2 separate regions of the Nomascus leucogenys genome follow, and region 2 is linked to region 1. The links are chromatin contacts, called in public Hi-C maps. All regions are on one chromosome and are shown on one strand. The core of a region is the stretch at or near the end of the contact, and the rest is flanking DNA. Distances in the headings are between cores, read along the strand shown. Region 1 has its middle 490 kb from the start of BUD13. Region 2 overlaps CADM1 (cell adhesion molecule 1).

Evidence for each region. Hi-C and Micro-C count contacts between places; a contact is called where the count stands out from the background.
Region 2: a contact with region 1 is called in a Hi-C map of a lymphoblastoid cell line, with 11 times the contacts expected there. The contact joins two enhancer-like sites. A contact is called at or near these places in 2 of 4 Hi-C or Micro-C datasets (both in a lymphoblastoid cell line).

Annotation. Positions count from the first base shown.
Region 1 is chr15:18,550,253-18,555,627 of Asia_NLE_v1, reverse strand. No RefSeq gene overlaps it. Among named protein-coding and RNA genes, the nearest start is that of BUD13, 490 kb to the right of the region's middle. Within about 2 kb of position 3,092, the one cell type or tissue checked has an H3K27ac peak away from gene starts, as active enhancers do. A contact at or near this core is called in a lymphoblastoid cell line, where this site is marked.
Region 2 is chr15:19,511,008-19,517,017 of Asia_NLE_v1, reverse strand. All of the region lies in intron 1 of CADM1 (cell adhesion molecule 1), which reads right to left. Among named protein-coding and RNA genes, the nearest start is that of CADM1, 180 kb to the right of the region's middle. Within about 2 kb of position 4,602, the one cell type or tissue checked has an H3K27ac peak away from gene starts, as active enhancers do. A contact at or near this core is called in a lymphoblastoid cell line, where this site is marked.

The DNA of each region.
Region 1 (5,375 bases), core at 1,843-4,342:
AGACACCTCGGGGCCACAAGAGACAGCAGCCTCTCCCTGCCAGAAGCCAGTCCTCCTTCAGTCTTCATTGAAACTTCTGGAGATGTGTCAGCTTCCTAAGACCTTTAAGCATTCTAGAGCCCTGGCAGGGCAGAGCCTGTGGCCAACCCTCTACACGGGCCTTCTTTGCCCTTCTTGGTTGAATTTCTCCTGGATCAGTGGATGCTGTCAATGTGATGTCCCCTCTCCAACACATCTGTGCGCGCGCGCACACACACACACACACACAGAGGGCCACTGCAGCAAGCCAGAGAGGCAGAGCCATTTCTACCAAGGTCACACAGGGAGGAGCCATGGAAACCCCTTAGAGCTGACATCTCCAAAATGGGTGGGGAGGAGGGGGACCAGGCCCCAGGGTCACTGCCTTTGCTCAGACCCCTCTAGTCTCCATGCCCTCTCCAAAAGGCACCTTCCTTTCCCCGCCTTTCCCCAAATCAATCCCAACATCTCCTTAAATCGAAGTCAGCCACAATGAAAGGGTGGTGTGGAATTTTGTTTACCAATTCTGGCATCTAATTAAAATTAGCTGATGGTTCTTCTACTTGGTTTTTGTTCTGACTATTTTTAAGCCAGAGCTGCTAGATCAGTGCAGCCACTAGTAAGCTGTCAAATCAAATTTTCAAAAGCAAATTGCTTTTATAATTAATTTAATTATTATTACCGCTCCCAGTTTTGTGTTGCCTTAATGAACACAATCAGGTTTCACCCTCTGCTTCTCCCCCACACGCACTCAGCACCCCCTCAACTTTCCCAGACCCACCTCCCACCTCTCCAATCCAAGTTGGGCAAATGGAAAAGGAAAGAAGAAAAGCAGACACGTTCTGAGCCCCCTCCCCAACCCCCCAGTAGCCACCTCCTTGCTCACGCCCTCACCTTCAGAGTGAGTAATTAAAGTTCTGCTCCCTGTTATGGAATAAATGGTACATGTTTTAATTACCCCTGAGCCTACCCAGGCATCCCCACACCCCCGCCCAAGTCTGTGAGTCTATGTGGTTTTGAGGAGGACAGTTGAGAGACAGAAAGAGAGAGAGAGAGAGAGAAAGTGCTTCTGTGATGGTGACAGCGGTCTGTCACCCGGGGCCTGGCATTCACTGGGGAACTGTCAGTTACTAAGGAAACTAAGAGGGAGAGAGGAAGGGAGAGAGGCGGTTAGATCCAATTTTGGGTGACAAGTGTGAGGCATAAAGATTTTGGCCTCCTCTGTGCATCCCAGCCTAAGTGAAATCTCTGGGGGTGGGGAGGGGTTGGGCCAGGGAACAGGCAACACCAGGAGGCCACGCCCTTCTTAGGAGCCTAAGGCAGGTCAGAGGGAGAGAGACACTAAGGCAGGATCAGCACAGGACCAAGGCGGTGACCAGTGCAGGGGTGTGTGTGTGTGTGTGTGTGTGTGTGGTGTGTGTGTGTGTGTGTTTGCATGCACACAGCTGCTCACACCCATGTTTGTGTGTGCCTGCCTCTGCATTCATCCTTTCTGTCTTTTGGGTATTTTCTATTTTTTTCCTTTTGTTTTCCTCCTTCCTCAGTTTGTAATGTATTTAATTTCCATCCTTCCCCCATTCTTTTTTTGTTTTTTGGTTATTCTATTCTGTGTCTTCTTCCTTTCTCTTTCTGTCTCTTTTCTCTCTGTCTCTCTCTCTCTCCGCCTCCCTCTCTCTGTCTCCCATACACACACTCTTCTTCTGTCTTCCTCTCTTCCTCTGCATCCCTCTACTGTCTTTTTCTCTGTTTGCTCCCAGACCACTCCCCTCCCCAGCATGGCACTCTCTGTTTTCCCTCTTCTCTGTCTCTCCCAGTCTCTACTCCAGACCTGTCCTCATGGATCTATAAGGGTGAGAGACCCTGGGGACCATCTGAGCCTTTGTACCATAACCTGACTCCCCATCCAGGCCTGGCTTGATCCTCCTGACCCAAGAACACAGGGAAGCCTCGGAGGAAGGGTCTGAGTGAGTGCTGACACTGAGCCTCAAAATGAGCTCTCGAAATCGGATGCCATTGGAATGGGTGGGACAGAGCGCACTGCACAAAAAAGTCATCAGTATTTCTGGAACAAGAGCAGAGAGCAGATCTCTCAACCAACACAGAGTGGGGAGGACAGGGGGCAGGCTGGGAACCAGTGCACCAAGGAGGGCACACAGGCAGGTGAGGGAGACAGGGAGAAGGGCCCAGGGCTGACTTCTGGGGCTTTTGACTTTCACAAAGGGCACCAAGACATCACAGAAAGAAGCATGTGAGTCACCAGCTCTGACTCAGGCCCTGGCTGGCTAGTGACAGGACAGGGCATTCCAGATGTCACTCAGGAACCCCAAGAGGACTCTAGGCCTGGGGAGAGCGCCTGCTGCCTGAGACAAAGAAGTGCCCAGCAGAGGCAGGGACCTCCCACTTTCTTCCCCAGGACCTGAGGCCTTCACACTTGCTCCCAGGGAGCCCCGCAGGACGTGGCCACCCTCACTTTCGCTTGCCACCATGTCTGTCTTTCACCCCTCACTCTCATCTCTTCTCCTTGGCACTCTACTGACCAGGGCCTGGGTCTTTTCCTGTTCTGCTCCTGGGGAAGACAGGGCCCTGGGCTCGAGTGTGGCCTGAGCCCTGGCTCCTGGGGCCCCTCGGGGACAACCCAGGGTGCTGGAGGGACAGTGCCGCAGCCGTGCTGGTCAGAGGGGTGGGCGAGAGGATGACGCTCAGGCTGCCCTGCCGCCAGTGGGCCTCCCAAGGGGCCCTGCCCACAGCAGGGATGGTCTAGGTGGTGGGTGTGGAGCCGACACCACAATCAAGCGTTCACCATGCCTAAAACCAGGGCCAGCTGGATGGGGGTCACCTTTCTGTGCAGAACCAGGGTCCTTGGGATGCCTCCAAAGATACCATCAGGTCCCTCTTGTTGTCCCCAGCCCTCCAGCCAACCGCGCACACACCAAACCCCGGGGAGGCAACTCAGCCCTCCCTCCTCCAGGGGGCGCACTCTGGCCCACACCGACAGCGGCCTGGAGGCACTTCTAGGAGATCAAGGTGCCCTTGGAGAGAGAATCCCAGCAGGAGCTCCACGCCGAGTGGAGAGACCTCCTCCCTGCTTCTGAAGCCGCAGGCCCTGGCCTCAATAATCCCCCAGCCGCGGGCCGATTTGGCATCCTCCGACCCCTGCGGCCACTGCCAGGTAAGTGCTCCTGCCGAGGCATCAGTGTAGAGCAAGCCTGCCACCTGGTGGTGAGGCCACCCAACTACAGGCTGGGGCTCTTGAGGGCCCTGCTGTCCCGCGCCGAGGGCCCCATACCCGGGTGCCCAGGGGCTCCCGCAGAGCAGACCCTGAAGGCGCGGAGCCCTGCCCAGGGCCTTTGTAGGCACTGCTGAGTTTGTGAGGGCAGGAAAGCAGAAGGTAGGGGTGGATCGGGTTCAAGGGCGGAGGCAGAAGACCCCTGGGAAAGGCCTGATCCGAGGGACTTGGGAAAGAAGGGATTCGGGCTCCCAAGGGGCTCACACGCCCCTTCCCCGGGCATCTATCAGGAAGCAGCAGCTTGGGGCCATGGAGAGGCCCAAAGCCTGGATTCCATTCCTGGCCCCACCACCGCCCACAGTGGGGCTGACTGTGGCTCCTTGCATGCATACCGCTCCTACCGCAGGAATAGGGCGGATTGACAGGAAGATGAGTCCCTGCTCCGGGAGCTCACCGGAGCTGGGATAAGCCGAAGTCGGCAAATGGATGGGACAGGCAAGTGTACTGGGGCAGGAAGGGCCTTTGGGATCTTCTCATCTAACAGAGGCTGCATCATGAGTTCTGTGGGACCCTTAGCACCTTCGTCTTCATGGGCCTCTTCCTCCACACACACAAATTCGTATTAAAATCCTATTTTATGGCCAAGCAAGGTGGCTCACGCCTGTAATCCCAGCACCCCAGCACTTTGGGAGGCAGAGGTGGGAGGACGGCTTGAGCCTGGGAGGCAGAGGTTGCAGTGAGCCGAGATCATGCCACTGCGCTCCAGCCTGGAAAACAGAGCAGAACTATATAATGACTGCTTTGGTATCAAGAGGAATGCATTAATATTATATATGAAAAATATTTTCCTCAACCTAAAAGCATATTCTTTCTCTTCTGACTTTAAAAGAAATTAAAACATTTTTGCATGCCTGCTGTGCTCATGGATAAGTGGGCCCTGCCTGAATCCACCTCCTCCTGTAGCAGATGAGGAAACTGAAGCCCAGAGACAGGAAGAGGCTGTTCAATGTCACAGAGGGGCTGTGGCAGGGCTGGGGCCAGAACAAGTCTTCAGGCTTCCATGCTAGGGCTCTTTCCATTACCCATTTAACCTTTTTTAAGAGGTGGAAAAATCTCTGCCACCTGCTGCGCAGGCCCAGGAGGAGCCCCCTGATCTAGCCCACCCATGCCCTGGAAACTCTGGCTGGGATCTGCTATTTTGCCCTCCCTGGCGGCAGCCCTCCCTCCCCCAGCCCTGGCCCTGCAGCCAAGTCACCACCACCACCGAAGCTCTTTGGCCTGCTGTCTTATTAATTCCTAATTTCCAATTTGCAAGAAGAGAGAGCCTTAAACCTCCATTTCACCAGCCCAGCAATCACGCAGATGATGCAAGTATCTCTGGACAGCCTTTAATTTATTTCCCAGCGCACGCGGGCACTGCTGAGAGACTTGATGGCACCAGCTTAAACATAATAAATTACTCAAGTACCAGAGATTAGTTAATAAAGCTCCAGGCTCCCTCCCAGCCCCTGCTGACTTGGTCTGTGACACTAAAGATTCCTTTGAAGATACCCAACTGGAGGGGTGGAGGGTTCTGAAGTGGGGGTCCCCAGGTCTGAGTCAGCTAGCCAGCCTTCCTCAGGACCCTTGATGCCAGGCAGAAGTTCTGCCGGGGCTGGAGAGGCAGGGACCCCAGAAAACCATAGGGTGGACCCCGGCATTTTCTACTCCACATCTCAACATATCAATGGAAGTCATAATCTAATGGCAAATCTGATCCTGGCATGAGAATAGCTTGGAAGACGAGGAGTCAGATGTGTGCCCAAGAATGAAGAAAGATGCTGGTTACTTTTGGAGCCAAGCAGAGGGAACGGAGATGCTTTTTCATGGAGACACAAAGGATCAGGATAGTCTTTAAGAGTCTGAAGGCTGATCCCTGCCCCTCACTCCTATGACCTTCCAGGTGTGTCTTCACAGGGCGTCATATCCACACACCATCCTCTCACCCCAGCGCCTTTGGCCCTGGCCTGACAACAGTCGCGCCTCACCCAGTCGCGCCTCACCCACACCTGCACAGTCCCCACCCTCCCCCATCAGAACCGTCTATAAAACTCACATCTAACCATATTGCTTCTCTGACTACAAATTCCTG
Region 2 (6,010 bases), core at 3,353-5,852, 960 kb before region 1:
TTGTTATGGTTTCCTACTTGATTATGACCAAAATTAAATTATACAAATATTTCACTAAATATCTTCTCAAACCTTATAAATATTAATATGAACTCAATCTCCTATGTGCCCAGCATTTAAAAATCCATTTAAAAATCTCAGAAACTAATTTAAGATTTCCATCTAGAATACAAATTAGCAAGTCCTCTTCCTAGCTCTGTTTTGCTCAGCACCCATATCTGCACATTTAGTACTGAATGTCAGTTGGTAGCACTTAAAGATGATGAATATTAAAAGCATGCTTCTGCCTGCTAACATATTAGAGCTTGGCAACCATTGAATTTGTCATAAGCTGCATTTTCAGTGAACAAACGACTGCCTTTAAAACACCAAAGCATTCGGTAAATTCCCAGATTGTGAAAAGGGTACACAGAGGGTGAAATTTTACTATTAAATATGTTATCTGAGAGGACTGTATAAAATTAAAACCTTTTTTAAAACTTACCACCTTAGGGTACCACCGGGCTATACGTTCTAAAGTACTTACTTGAAGATTGAATCTGGATAATAAATAATAATAATGCCAGCTACTATTAATCAAATATTCATTATGTGTCAGGCACTGAACTAAGCATTTTACATATAAAAACATACATACTATTTTATATACATGCTATCTTATCTACTTGCCATCTTTACATGCATACCATCTAATTTGCATAAGTGCAGGCTATCTTTACATATACGCTATCATATCAGATTCTCTACTCCATGAGATAAGCAGTGTTATTATTTCCAGAGAGGTTAGGTGACTTATTTGAGGTAATAAGCAAATGAAAGGCAGATCGATCAGGAATTTCAACCCAAGCCTCTCTCTCCAATCCCCTATACACTACCATGCAGCCAACTTTCCAGCAGATAAAACCTCCTGCAAGGCTGGCACTTGCTGGATGCGGCTCACTCTGTTGGGTCCAGGAGCCTAATACCTGTTTATTTTAAATCTGCATTAAGAATGCCTTTTCATATACAAATCTTGTTTCTGCAAGGATTCATTCATCCAGAAGACTGAACAAAAAGTACCTTTTTGATTGGAATACATAAGAGATTTTTTTTTAACTTAATTAAAATGGCTTGTTAGAATCACCTATTCAGCATTTGGAAAATCAGCTGGGTTATTCTGTCAAACCTCTACACAACACACCTACTGAGACCCAACTTCATGATTAGAAGGCAGGAGAGTATAGTGATGCAGACTGAACTCCAGAACAAGAGTTCAAAATACGGCACTATCTCCTACCAGCCTCATGTGACCAAGCCTCAATGTCCTCATTTGTAAAGAGAAGATTGTATTAGTACCTACTTCACAGATTACTGCAAGATTAAATGAAATTATGCATACAGAGTACCAGATACATTGTAAGTACTCAATAAATGTTAGCACTTGTCTGTCTTTGGGGTGTCAGATTCTATCAAAACAACTTTACTACCTTCTTTGGAATGCTATATGGTTCTTTAATTTGTCTGTCTATTAAGAACTGTCTTACACTCAGTATTTTTTTTCTGCTTGATTTTATGCCATCAGCTCTACAGCTCTACAAAGCATTCTAAATTATCCTTCTGTTTCTCTGGGTTTTGAGAGATTCAAATTCTTTTTCCAAATTATATACTAAGATCTTCTTTCTGAGTTGATTTTCCTAGCTGCTTAATCACTTCTGTTGACCTCTGATTTTTTTTTTTTTTTAACCAGATTGGCCAAGTCTCTCTGATATGAAGACACCCAGAACAACAATCCGAATTAACCTTTTGAGAGCCCAAAAATTAGGACTTATTTAAGTCTCTTCTGATTTCTGCCTTCCCCAGCATTTACTACCATGTTCATTACTGCATGCTAATCTCAACATTTCTTCCATGGTTTACATCATGACAGATGTTTTGTCCAGATTTCACAGTAAATTTAATGGGCGAGAAACAGTGCAATTATTTATAAAGTTATTATTTGTAGATGAAATTACATTTTCCAAGTGTATAGCTAGTTAAGTTATATATGTCTTCATTCCTTCAACAAGTATTTCTTTAGTGCCTACCATGCACCATGACAGGTGAATCACATACTTTTGCAAAAAGACAAGGCAATATCTTATGTGCTAAATTCCCTTGTCTGCCTACATCACAGAGTTGTTTGAAAGGAATGTTATAATTTTTATGAGTCAAATTAATTATATACTATCTAAATATAAATATATATACACATACACACTATATATATATATATATATATGATCCAATCTCTTTTGGGGGGACAAAAGAACTTTCAGTAGGCTAAAAAAGTCCCTAAGAAAGTTGTCAGTCTATCTTATGGGATGTGCTAAGAAGATGTAAATGAGAGACAAGGAAAGAAAGTAGAACAATTCTGTTTCTCTGTAGCTGGATGAGATTATGGTGTGTTATTTGATTCTGTTTTCTGTATTAATTTTTATAGGCATCCCGTTTTTTACTTCTATTAGTTATTTTTATAACTTTAATAAACTTTCAATAAATTTTAATGAACTATTAAATTTAAATAAATTTTAATAAACTTTCAACTGCTATTTAACTACTCTCAACATAATCCCAAAAGATCACTTTAGTCTCTTTTAAATGAAGGACAAATAATTTAGCACTTTTATACTTCCTTACTCTACCTGCAAGTTTTCTAGTTAGAAAAAAAATCTGAATATTTTTCGGTGTTGATTAATAGTTAGAAACTGTACCTGGAATGTAGTGTAGTATATCGGTACCCAAGATCAGGTCTTTTAGAACTGAAAAATGTCCCTCCAACAGTTATCACAGTGGATTGTTTTGCTGTGTCTTCCACAATAATCTCCATTGGTTTTAGGTTGGATTTGTATCTTTCTAGGCTTCTTTGTTGCAGTCTGGGCATTTTTTTGAAGTCTATCCTCTATCACTGTGAAACGGGAGAGTTCCCTGACCCCCCTCACAAGACATGCAACTGGGGTGTGGCTCAACTGTTGGGCTGCTGCATGCTTGAACACCTTATGGGAGGGGGAGCACACAGACGGGCAGGTGCAGGAGCCGGGGAGAGCACTTCTGGGAGCTGGTCCCACGGTAGCATCTAGGGCTGGGTGCCTGTGACTCCCAAAGCCCCAGTAGGTGTGCTACGCTGTTCTTTTAGCTCCGCTGTCCACAGACGGCTTAAGTGTTAACCAGCTCAGTGCCCTCTTGGTACCTGGGATTTTGTCCAGTGTCCAGGAAGAATGAGGTCACACAGACAAACTGAAGGATGGTAAATGCAGAGGATTTTATTGCTGGATGCAGATGGCTCTCAGCAGGATGTATAGGGAGCTGGAAAGGAGATGGAGTGGGAAGATGATCTTCCTCTGAAGTTTGACCATTCCATGGCCCATCTCCTCTCCAGCCATCCCCAGCTGAGCTCCTCTCGGTGTTCAGATGTTCCTTCTTTTCTCTCCTTCTCTGCCACGTCACTGCTGCTCTTCTGCTCCCCTGCTCTTCTGATTGTGGAGCCTAGGGTCTGGGGTTTATATGGGTATAGGATGGAGGGTACAGCAGGCCAAAAGAGAACATTTGAGTGTGAAAACAGGAAGTCCTGTTCCTATTTAGGGCCATGGGTTTCTGGGCTTGAGAGTGGGGCTTTTGCCAGGGAACCACCCTCTTTTACCCAGTATTTCCCTGCCTCCTGTCCATATCAACTGGATGAATTTTCTAAGTACAGTCAGCTTTTTATTTACAATGGAGATTTTATCTACTATAATTTTCATTTCATTTTATTCTTTTTAAAATTCTCATTTACTAGATGTAAACTCTTCGGGTATCTTACTGAGTTTACAAAGCAGAGCTTTTATAACTGTTTCATAAAGCAAAATTGTTTCAGAAAGATATTGCTACAGATCTCTACAATTTCTTTGCTTTGGAGCTGTAGAATTTTGTTTTAATTATTCATCTATAATATGTGATTTCATTTCTTTTTTACATCCTTGGGCTTTGTTTGACCTTGGCCTTTAGTGCTTACCATGCTTGAGGACTGCTTTTAAGTCCTTCCCAACGATTGAGTTACATTAATGAGTTTGACACGTGTCTTCAGTACCCAACATGTGCTAAGTACTATTCTGGGTGTTGGGGATTCAGTGAGAAGGAATATACATACTCCCACCCTCATCTCTTCCTTCCCCACCCTCATGGAGCTTAGTCTAACGGAGGAGACAAGAAAATCCCACACTAGTGACTGAATGTAGACATCTTTGCAGATGCCCTTGTGTTCAAAGTGGAGCCAAAGGATGATTGGAAGGAGGTGCAAATCCTGGTTCTTGACTTTCAAGCACCTAAAGTCACAGACCAGTCCAGAACCTGAGTGGGAGCCAGGAGTCAGTTCAATGAGAACCACCTCCACCCCATCCAGAAGCTGAGTAAGTCAAAGAAGGAGCATGTTAGCAGCTGTTATACAATCAACTAACACTCAGCAGCACTGGACATGAACAAAAGGGTAACAGGCCTGTACATGTTGAGCAGGATTCCATGACTAGTGGCTGAAAGAGGGAAGTGAGGAGGAGGAATCAGGTTGCAGGTTGGGGGACCTGGTGAAGAAATGGCAACTCCATCCGATTTCAACTACAGGAAAGAACGTAAAAATTCCTCCCAGAAACTAGAATGGGCTCAATGCCTGACACTCATTGTAGTTACTTCTGGGGATTTGGTTTTTTTAAGACAATTTCATGGGTATTTTAAAGGAAATAAGGAAGACATTGTTCATAGCACTTCCACTCACTCTGCTATATTCTTGGAAGTCAGTGGTTCAATCTCAAATGAAACTTCTCACTAACATTATGTTCAGTTATTTATGCTCTCTAAACAATGAGTGTTTTTAGACAAAGATTTCCTAGCCTTTCCAACTCAACAAAAGAGCCTCCCACACACAGAGACACACATTTCCATTCTGAAAGCCCTGCAGGCAGATCTGTGAAGCTTGCCATCATAAGACTCATTTAATTTTAAATTAAATTAAGGGCCCAAAAGGTAAGCACATTGTTCAGGTTATTCCAACTAATGTCCTAAACTTACAATTTCAATGATTCTCCATCCAACTGATGACTCCTACTATAATAAAGAATTCATGAACCATGGAAACAACTGACAAAAATAAAATAAATAAATATCACTCATGGCTTAGAAGAAAAAGCATTCACACAGTCCAGTTCCTAACTCAAATAGAGTAAATATGTGCAGAAAATTTTTATCAAGATTTTACCAAGTCTATACCTGTAAGGAAAAAAAATGGGTACAAAGGCTGATTTTCTAATAGAAATAAAGGTATGAAGGACCCAAATTTCTGACCACTATCAGGTGACACATATACAAATATTCACATAGGCAGTTAGTTGAGATGTAACTAAAATGAAATATATACCTTTTTTTTTTTTTTTTGAGTTCAACACAGCCCTAAGCTTCCCCTCCCCTGCGTGGTGAAGGATCTGATAGATTTCTTTATTCTACATACATTTATTGATCCAATTGTCCCAGTTTTTATGAAATTTACTAACAATGCCCAGGTGCCTGAATGTAAGAGCAGGGGAAAAAAAACAGGAAAAGAACCTGAGTTGGAAATTATCAAAGAATACTGTGTGAGGAAGTCTGCAGGGTAAGCACAATCATTATTGAACCATCTGATTAGCTGTGGGCTGAGTACGGAAGCAGGGATTCGAAGAGAGTTGCCAGCCTCTTCCCTCCCCTATCTTCCCACACTGGAAAACAAGGACGGAACAAAGAATGGAAGAGAAGACAGGTTGAGGAGAAACATGGATGGGGCAGGTAGAAGTTAGAAGGCTGTTTCAAAGAGGAGTCTAACAGAGTTTGAAATATTCAAAATGGAGCAGATCTATTAGGTATGGCATGTGTGTGCACAGCCAAAGTGAAATGAAGATGAAGGTCATTTTAGTTGAGGGATTTAAAGAACTAGGAGATCTGGGTATTAGTAAAGCCATCAGAAGGAATGCTGTACTTACTGAGGATTCTGCATTGA